Linked DNA regions of Sus scrofa: region 1 is linked to region 2. Evidence: chromatin contacts called from public Hi-C data. All regions are on one chromosome and are shown on one strand. The core of a region is the stretch at or near the end of the contact, and the rest is flanking DNA. Distances in the headings are between cores, read along the strand shown.

The links. Hi-C and Micro-C count contacts between places; a contact is called where the count stands out from the background.
Region 1: a Hi-C map of liver shows a contact between it and region 2, with 3 times the contacts expected there. The contact joins the enhancer-like site here to the promoter of MID1IP1 in region 2. A contact is called at or near these places in 1 of 5 promoter capture datasets (liver), 6 of 47 Hi-C or Micro-C datasets (embryonic fibroblasts, fetal heart ventricle, heart right ventricle and 2 more) and 2 of 2 datasets of contacts at active chromatin or transcription factors (alveolar macrophages and skeletal muscle).

Annotation. Positions count from the first base shown.
Region 1 is chrX:35,051,428-35,056,513 of Sscrofa11.1, forward strand. No RefSeq gene overlaps it. Among named protein-coding and RNA genes, the nearest start is that of MID1IP1, 290 kb to the left of the region's middle. Within about 2 kb of position 1,309, at least 4 of the 83 cell types and tissues checked have an H3K27ac peak or open chromatin away from gene starts, as enhancers often do. A contact at or near this core is called in liver, where this site is marked.
Region 2 is chrX:34,761,243-34,765,969 of Sscrofa11.1, forward strand. It overlaps MID1IP1 (MID1 interacting protein 1), which reads left to right and starts at 3,305. Exons shown (of 1, transcript NM_001256365.1): 1 at 3,305-3,853. The coding sequence starts at 3,305. The coding sequence ends at 3,853. LOC106506941 (a long non-coding RNA gene) reads right to left here. Exons shown (of 3, transcript XR_002340636.1): 3 at 4,383-4,727. LOC106506942 (a long non-coding RNA gene) reads right to left here and starts at 1. Exons shown (of 3, transcript XR_001302600.2): 1 at 1.

The DNA of each region.
Region 1 (5,086 bases), core at 59-2,558, 290 kb after region 2:
CCTTTTCCTTGTGTTGATGGTCTGCGTGTCTGTGGCTTCCTGTGTCTCTGGTCCCGCTGGTGGTTCTGGCCAAACCTCAAGCCATGGGAAAACTATTTCCCCAGGGGCAGGGGAAAATCGTGCATTTCTTCTTCCCTTGGAGCGTGTTCTGGAGCTGCCCAAAGCACCATTAACCTTATACGCTGCCCTCCCCAGCACTCCGTCCCTGCGGGTGACAGGTAACCTATAACCACTGCCACTCTTCCCACCATTGCCTGGGTGACTGGATATCTGGAATGGGTCCTGAGGGGCATGGCTTTGCCATAAAAGAAGGCAGCACATCACCATGGGTCCTGTATGGTCCCCTGCGAATGGGGCCCAGAACTGACACCTTCCAAGATCCCTTCTCATTTAGGCGCTGTGATAATAGCAGCCATTTGCTGAGGCCTACCTCTGTTCCAGGCTCTTGAGAAACATTATTGCTCCTCCTGCCAGCACCTCTAAAGGACAAATGTCATCATCCCTGCTTTAGAGGTAGGAAAACTGAGACTTGGTGAGGTGAAGTGACCTCCTGGTCAAAGGTCAGGCAGGAAGTTTCCTGACTCCCAAACCTCTACTTTCCCTACATTGTGGTGCCCTCCCGCTGGGGTGAGAGAAGAGCTCTGAGGTCAGCCTCCAAGCACCTCCCACTCCAATTTGTCACCCCTCAACAGGGGCGCTGTGTCTCCCCCAGCCCTCCTCCACAGCTCCTCCTCGCCTTTCCTGCTCCTTCAGCTCCCTTTCTTCGGATTTGCCAAAAGCTCACCTTCCACCTGCCACCTGCCCTTAGTTGGGATGCCCAACTAAGGACCGGAATGGGATTGCTCCCTCTGCCCAGAGGGGGAGCAGTTGGAATGGCGGAGGGAATGGTCCTATTCCCTTCGCTCCGGCATCACTCCCGGTCCCAGTGGTTAGCCAGCTGTAATAGAATGCACATCTAAAGCTGGAGGGGTCACAGGGCTGAGGACACCTCCAGAGGCGTGTGTGAGCGTGGGGGCCTGAGTCAGGGGGAGCGTATCTGGACTGGGTGTGTGTCTGCACACTCAGCAGTATCTGTCCCACGAGCAGAGTCGATTCGAACAGGTCAGGAAAAGAGTTCTTCTGCAGGCTCCTCCAGCACTCTGTCCTCAAGCCACGCAGGTGGCTAAAAGCCCGGGGGTGCACACCCCAGCTTCATGGGGCCCATCTCCCAGCTGCCCGCAGAGAGCTGAGAGACAAGGCTCTGGGTGGCCTTTGCAGTGGAAGCATATTTTATTCGCTTGGAGTGTCCAAAGGGGGCCGGACTGAAAAGGAAGGCCCGGATTGGGCAACCTCATGGCAGTTCTGGGTAGCAGGAGGAAGGGAGAGGCCAATTTGGCCTAAGGATCCCCACCTCCCAACCAAGGCAGCCACCTTCAGTTTCTGGGATCTCAGGGGAGTGGAGGGGGTGTTAGGAGGCCAGGCAGTTTAAGCTCTGCAGGAAGACTTTGCCTAGGACCTCCCAGCCTGTTGCCTCAGCCAGAAACTAAGAGAGGAAGGAGAGGCAGGAGGGGCCGGTTGTCCTGTCCTAGGAGGACCCAGATTGCATAAGTGCTTGTTGCCAAAGGCCTTGGGAAACCTCTGGGTGCAGTCCAACCCCCACCCCTGCCCCCGCCCCAACCCCTGCCCGTCCCTGCCAAACAGGCTGGACCTCAGTGCTTTCTCATTACGAGGGCTGCCATCTGCAATGCAGGCGAGGGCGAGGTGCCTCCTCTCCTGCTGGAGTGCTGAGAAATTAGGTCCAGGGGCACATCCATCTCTTTCACAGCACAGTTATGTGCTAAGAACAGACAGCTTCTGATAGGGAACCCTCCAGCAAGTGCAAAACACCTCGCTCCGATGCAGAGTCTTGGATATCAGAGACACATGCTTTTAGAAGACGTAGGTTGAGACCCAGTCCCAGCAGACTGCATCTCCATCCCTTCTTCTTCACTCTGCTTTCGCACACGCACTGGAGTTATTAGGGAAGTATAATGATAAGGCCACTGAGTGGCCTCTGTGTGTCCCATTACCAGGAAGAGAGGAAAGCTGGGGGCACCTGTGTTTCAGATTTCTGATCACTCCCTGGGAGCTGGAGTGACCCAGGAGCCTTCCATGCTGCCGCCTGGCAGAATTTCTGTAAACCAGAGGGTTTCCTGAGCCTTTGTCCCATCCCGATCTGACCTCAGTGGTGGCCAAGCTTTGCTAGAAGGAAAGGAAACATTTTTTTTTTTTTAGGGCCACACCCACAGCATATGGAAGTTGCCAGGCTAGGGGTCCAATTGGAGCTGTAGTTGCTGGCCTACACCACAGCCACAGCCACGCCAGATCCTTAATCCACTGGGCAGGACCAGGGATCAAACCTGCATCCTCATGGATATTAGTCAGTTTCATTTCCACTGAGCCACAAGGGGAACTCCACTAGAAGGAAAGCTTTGGCTGCCCCTGCTCAGAGTTTTTTTGTTGTTGTTGTTTTTCACGCAGTGCCTCCCCATCCCATTTGCAGGAAAGATGAGGGATGAAGTCTTAAAGAAAAGTGCTCTCTGCATCCTCCCCTCTCATCCAAGACAGCGTCCCTCCAAGAAGGCTGAGTCAGCCTGGCCAGGGCCCGCCTCCTTGAGGCCCCTGCTGATTCCAGCTTGTGAGTGGATTTATAATGAAATTCAAATGAGCTCGAGGTTATCCAGGGTGAACGAGGCTGCTCCTCATCCCTCCTTTCTCTGGAGGGGGCTGCAGACTGTAGATCGGAACCTTCTTGGAGAAGTGTTTTTGAAAGTGGAGTTAGATGGGATGGGGATGGGATAGAAACAGGCCTGGGTAGCAGGGGGAGACACCCTTGTCATCCATTCAAGGCCTGTGGTTGCAATTCCTTAGCTGAAAAGAATAGGGACAGGGGGCTTCTGACCCTCATCAGGACCCCCGTGTGCCCTTGCGATCTTCAGGAGGCTTCCGGAGCGAGCTCGCTATTGCTGTGCATGCAGGCATCCCCTGAGTGTGCACCCCAGGCCCATTCTTCATCGGATCGGGAATCGAACTCAGCTCAGTGGGAAGGACATATGCTTCATTGCCTCTTCTGGCTGAGACTGCTGTTTTAATTTTCAGCTGCATGTTTTCTTTTATCACCTGAAGCAGTAGCCTGTCTCTGGGTTCTTCCTAAGCAGACAGAATGCAGTCTGCTAACCCCGGGAGCATCCACTCAGAACCACACTGGCCAGGACTAAAAGCCTCCTGTGCCTTCTGCCCTGGGGTCGCCGCGCTTCCTGAATCCCCGGGCCCCGGGGGCAGGCCGGGCCAGGCAGTGCTGCGGAAGTCTGGCCTCCTGTCTTTGGGATTCCAGCAAGGTGCCATTTCCATATTCTCTGGCAATAACTAATTAGCGGTTATAAAGCTCTTTGAAATATGAAGTGCTGCATGATAATATCTGTAATGAGCCTGATTCTTTCCCTCTTGCATGCGAGGCTGGGGGAGTAGGTTTTACACCCACTAAGGGGAGTTGGGCTGCAAGGCAGCTTCTTCCCCAAGGAGCATCAGAGTCCTGATCTGATCAAGGGGTCCTAGGGAAGGGGCCAGGGTGAGCAGCCCACTGGCAAAGCAGCACTTTGATGCTCCCCCCTCCAATCTGACTGCCCCCATCAGCTGCTTACCAGCTTCCGACTTACCCTCCGCTGGGTGGGAGAAGAAGAGGGGCAGTGAGGATGATGGATGGAAAGAGGAGAAGAGAAAGGTGGACTTAGGGTGAGGAGAACGAGTTGGGCTCATGGTCTCCTTAATGCGATTTAGAATTTCATATTAATATATCACCTCAGAAAAAAATTAATGAGAAACGTGAAGAAAATAGGATAATGAATATGATAATATATGGGGAGTGCTTTGGGCTTCTTGGAACAAAGGTGCAAGGAATTATTGCTGTGATTTTCTCACGGTGCATATATATTTTTATTAAACTCTAAAAAAAATGCCAGTAGATTCACTTCTTTGCAAGGTATTAACGCCCCGCAGAGGAGTCATTCTTCAGTTAGCTTCCTGAGCCTCGGCCCACCTCTCGGCTGTTTTCTTGTCACTCTTCTGGAGACTTCCAGCTGAAGGAACGCGGAGTGGAGATTCGAACACTCAGTGGCTTGGCCGGGAGTGTCTGGCGTACCTGTGCCCGCAGAGACGGCTTCCTGAGCAAGTGGGTCTCAGGAGGGCTGGGGGTGGGATGGAGGGGAACGGAGTGTAAAACAGAAATTGAAGCCAGGCTTCTGGATGGAGGGACACTTAGGGAAAGAGCAACTTACTTGTGTTCTGTCTCCCGGCCTTCCTGCCCAATGGTCCGCTCAGGCCAGACTTCTTTATGAAGATTTAGACACCATTAAATATAAGTTCTCAATTGGATGGAAACTTTGTAAGGCTACCTTGCCAAGGGACCACAGAGACTAGAGCGAAGGTAAGACCCTCACCATTTCTCTTTCTTGCTTCCCTGTGCCAGTGGTTCTCACAGCACAGTCCTTGGAGAGCAGCCTCGGCATCACTTGGAACTTGTTGGAAATGCACACCCCCAGGCCCCATCCCAGACCCACTGAACCAGAAATTCTGTGTCTGAGACCTGGTATTTTGTGTTTTAACAAGCCCTTCAACATGCTCAAGTTGGAGAAACCAGACTCAGGAATGGGTGTGCTACAGAAGCTACAGGTTGTTCTGTTCCAGGGGGAAAGGGGGGGGGCACTGCCCTTGGTAAAAATGCATTAACCATGTGCAAAAGCTGGGTACGTGATGGGAAGGTCTGGAGACTCAGTGTCATAGGTTGGATGCCCCAGAATGCAGACTCTGGGATGGAGTTTAGCAACTAGAATGTCTGTTAGGGAATGACCTTGAGATTGGTGCCCATGTTGAGGGGTCGGGGGAGGGGAAGGAAGCAAGAGAGGGCGGAAGGAGAAGCTGAGTGGTGATACAAGCCTGAGGTCAGTCTCAGCTGTTCCATGGGGAGCTCTGGAGCTAGGATGGCCCATCAGTGATGCAATGAGTTGAGGCAAGATGGCTAGACCTTTATACCCCACCTCAGTCACGGGGTGTGGGTTGCTCTAGGAGGGGC
Region 2 (4,727 bases), core at 2,055-4,554:
CCAGGGACGCCGGCCGCCGCTTCAGCGCCGCAGGGGTGAAAGAGGACGCTGGGGGGGGGAGGGGGCCGTGGCTCCTGACTGGCTGGGGCAGGAGGGCTTATTTGCATAATAGTCTCTGAAGGCACCTGATTGGCTGAAGTTGGAGGGGCGGTGGTGGGGTGATTCCAAGGGCCTGGAGCTCCGGAGCAGGACCTTTCCGCTCCGGAGTTACCCGGATGGGCCTGAGTTGTGGTTCTGGCTCTGGGAGATCCTAGGGGGCCCGGTTTGGGAAGTTTTGCAGGCAGGTGCTTGAGCCATCTTCCTCTTATAGTGTTCAAGAAATGTGAAAAGATGGGAGTCAAGAAACTGGGGGATGGAGAGTGACCTAGGCACCAGAGGAAGGACGAAAACAGATCAGGGCAGGAGTGGAGGCCAAATAGAAGGTATTGGGAGCTTTCTCCCAAGCTGAACGAGTTTTGTTGGGATCCATTTGCTAGATCACTTGAATTTCTGTTTTCTTTCTGCAAGTTATTATCACACTTTGCTGAAATTGGGAAGAGGCAGGATCCTCGTATTTAGTAATCCAAATCTGAATACTAAGTTTTCATCCAGAGGCCTATGTTCTTAAACTATCAGGAGAGTTTGTCATGGGGGACAAAATGTGTTTTAAATTACAGAGAATCAGTTCTTGGGAAACTGGATTGTGTTTTCTTTGAGATTACCTCTTGCAGTGCTTTTCGGATGTCAGTGCACATAAGGGCTTAAAATCAAGCTGGACTTAACTTTGTACTCTCCGTTTGCCTAATCACTAGGGGGAAGGCTCCGTGGATCATCACATAAACACCTTTTAGACTACGAAGAGGTCCTACACCAAGTACCATTCGTGTTTATAAAATACTTTACAATTAACATAATATTTACATCTATTATAATTATTCGCCCTTAACCAAAATTTGGCACAGGCCATGGGAGAAGCTCCATTTTGTTGATAAGGAAACTGGTGCTGGGAGAGTTTCTATATCACCATGTGTGTAAAGAGAGGAGTGAGATTATTTTAATGCTTTTGAAATTTATTTAATTTTTTTTTGCTCTACTTTTTTCTTCACATTGATTCTCCCAAAGACCCTGATAGTTTGAGCAGATAACTTTATTCCAGTTTTACAGATACGAAAACAAGGGCTATGATCTGGCAGAGCTAATAAATCCTGAGAGGAGGGGCTCTCCAAGGCTGGTCTCTGCCTCCAGGAGTCACTGACTCCTGTCTAGCCCTTGTAACACCAAGTCAGATTTTCATTCAAAAGATAATTAGGAAGATGATTTGCCATGGGAAAAAATAGAGATCATTAAGGTGAAAGAAAGAGGGAAAAAATAAACCTCTCATTATGTGCTTCTCCCTTTTGACACTTTCTGTCCTGTGAGAAAACAGTGCAATAAAAGCACCCCTGAAAGATTTTAGAAAAACGAGTTTCAAAATTAGAAGCTTGAATTATCTGTAGGACTTCTGGAGAAGACTGGTAGATGAAGGACATAGCATGGGAAGTGAGATGGTAAAGTAAAAATGAAAACAGACTGTGGTTTGAAATCTCAAAGTGAAATTTAAAGACTCCTAAAAGTTAAATCCAGCGGTATGGTAAATAGTTTAGGCCCCATTATATGACCTTGCGTTTTAAGAACTATTTTTGGAAAGGAATGTTTCAAAACTCCGTCCCCCCCCACCCCAGAAAAAATATTGGATACCTCCCCGCTTTTCTGTTAAATGACTACAGACACCCAACACCGGGCCTACATACTGTCACTCTTTCCTGGCCCTTTGGCAGCTAAAAGGCCACAGGGCCTGAGATCTGGGTACCGGGACTTGGACAAAAGTCAGGAATTTGGCTACTTCTCCCCATGGCCACATCTGATCTCTTGGGAAAATGTGCAGCTCCGATGGTGGGTCACTCTTCATCCCTGGCAAAGGTTGTTACAGGAAAGATTGAGAAAGACCTCGCCAGGAGGGAGGCAAAAGCCTCCGAGGCTCCCCTCCCCCAGCAGCTGGCCAAGGCCAGGGCCACCGCGGGAGCACCACGCGTCCACGTGCATCCGGCATGCCCAGCCATCCTTCTTACGTAAGAGTCTCAGGATGGAGTTGCTGCTGCTGTGGGTCCCTCTTCCCCGACGGCTATTAATAAACCGGATCCGTAGTTTCCGGGCCACCGCCAGTATAGATGCAGGGTTGGGGGCCTCATTTAGGCTCCTGAAATTTGTTAATCCCACCCGGGGAGCGTGAAGAAGGCCCATCCGACCCCCCGCACTCCAGCGGCGCCGTCTTTAACCTCGCAGTGCCTCCCCCCCCACCTCCGCCCCAAGCTGGCCGGCTCTGCGCTCGGCGCTGGCTGGGTGCGGCAGCTCCATCCCTCCTCCGCTCTGCCCTGCTCTGCCCTGCCCTGCCCTGCCTCAGCGCCCTCCCTCCACCCGGGTATCAGGCGAGAGGCGGAGCTGGCCCGGCGCGCCCCGCCCCCGCTGTAGAAAGGGCCCGGAGAGTGTTACTCGCGGTCATCCCCAGCTCGGGCCTTTTATCTCGACGCAGCCGGGGAGGCGGGAGGAGGAGACACGGGGGGTGGCCCTGAGCGCCGGTGACACCTTTCCTGGGGCTCTATAAATTGAGCACCTGGGATGGGTAGGGGGCCGACGCCACCACCACCGCCCGCAGTCACAGTCCGGCCACTGACCGCAACAGCACCCGCAGGCAGCAGCCGCCAGAAGCGGGAACACTGAGCTACCCAGCAGCAGAGGCGCTCGAGGACCCCTAGGAGGTGCGTACCCCCGCCCCACCTCTGTCCGGTCAGCGTGGCGCTTGGACTCAGGCTTTTCGGAGGGAGATGGGAGTGGGGAGCACCCCTTCCTTCTTTTCGCGGCCCCGGGCGGGCTAGGAGGCGGGACAGCCCTGCTGGGGGGAGCCACCCGGGCGCCGTCCCAGTCGAGCAATAACCGGGCAGGGAGGTGCGCGCGGGCAGGGACGCCGGGCACACTAGCCGAGTGAATAATAGTCTCTTCCGTTTCGGTCTCCCAGCCAGGCCAGGGCTCGACCCACGGACCACGCGCCGATATCGCGAGCTTCCGGACGCCAAAGCCAGGAGAAGTCGCGCATCCCGCAGGGTCGGGCTGCGAGCGAGACGAGAGTTGGAGAGGGCGGAGGAGGAGCCCGGAATCCCGCCGCACCCTCTGTAGCCATAGTCAGGCCTCCCGGCGCGGGCCTCAGAGCGCGTGAAGGCGGGCAGCCCCTCGCCCCGGCCGGCCATCCGGTGCCCATACGTCCCAGTGCTTCGGCGCCCGCCCGGCCACCATGATGCAAATTTGCGACACCTACAACCAGAAGCACTCTCTCTTTAACGCCATGAATCGCTTCATCGGCGCCGTGAACAACATGGACCAGACGGTGATGGTGCCCAGCCTGCTGCGCGACGTGCCCCTGGCCGAGCCCGGGCTGGACAACGACGTCGGCGTGGAGGTAGGCGGCAGTGGCGGCTGCCTGGAGGAGCGCACGCCCCCGGCCCCCGGCCCGGGCAGCGCCAACGGCAGCTTTTTCGCGCCCTCCCGGGACATGTATAGCCACTACGTGCTGCTCAAGTCCATCCGCCACGACATCGAGTGGGGAGTCCTGCACCAGCCGCAGCCAACGGGGAGCGAGGAGGGGAGCGCCTGGAAGTCCAAGGACATCCTGGTGGATCTGAGCCACCTGGAGGGCGCGGACGCCGGCGAGGAGGACCTAGAACAGCAGTTCCACTACCACCTGCGCGGGCTGCACACCGTGCTCTCCAAACTCACGCGCAAGGCCAACATCCTCACCAACAGATACAAGCAGGAAATCGGCTTCAGCAATTGGGGGCACTGAGGCGGGTCGCCCGCGGCTGCCCAGCACCCTTCCCCCCGCCCCCCCATTTCTCACCCTCTCCCTTTCAAGTCTATTTTCTTTCTGGCTGTAGGGCGCGCTGGGCGGACTGCAAAGTTGGGGGGCTGCGTACGTGCAGAGGACGCGGCGGAGCTAGAGGGAGGAAGGGGCTTCTTTTGGGAGAGGAAAGTGATGGCAAAACGTGGCGGGGGGCGGGTGTGCCCAATGACTTCCTTCTCCCGCAGAGAGGTGGTGGTGAGGGGGCTGTGTTCTACTCTGTTGGGAATGGGACTGAGTTGACGCCCTGCCTTCAGTCTGTGCCTTTCCTGGAGTTTCTATTCTGTTCTTTCCGGAGGAGAAGGGCCGAGAAAAGGGCCATTCCAGGGCGCGGCGCTGGGTTGCTACACTTGGGAGCGCCGCCCGGAGCTGGGCGCTGGGGAAGGCGGGGCGGGCGCGCAGCCTCCCGCCGCCCTGCCGTTGGGCTGGTGGAGGCCGCAGCGTTGCTAGGATTGCATCAGTTTTCCTGTTTGCACTTTTTTTTTTTTTTTTTTTTTTTTGGTAACAGTGGCCCTGTCTTAAGTATTTCGAATCTCCTCCTTGCTCTGAAACTTCGGCGATTCCATTGTGATATGCGCACAAACAGCACTGTCTGTCGGTAACCGGTACTACTTTATTAATGATTTTCTGTTACACTGTATAGTTGTCCTGTGGCACCCCTACTCCATCCCTTCCACGCTACCCCCACCCCGGTGTGTGTAAGCTGGCCCTGGGCCAGCTTGTACGAAGCTTGCCACCCAGCCAGTGAAAATAATAACATTATTATGAGAAAGTGGACTTATCAGAAATGGAACCAGCTGACATTCTATCCGTGTTGTAT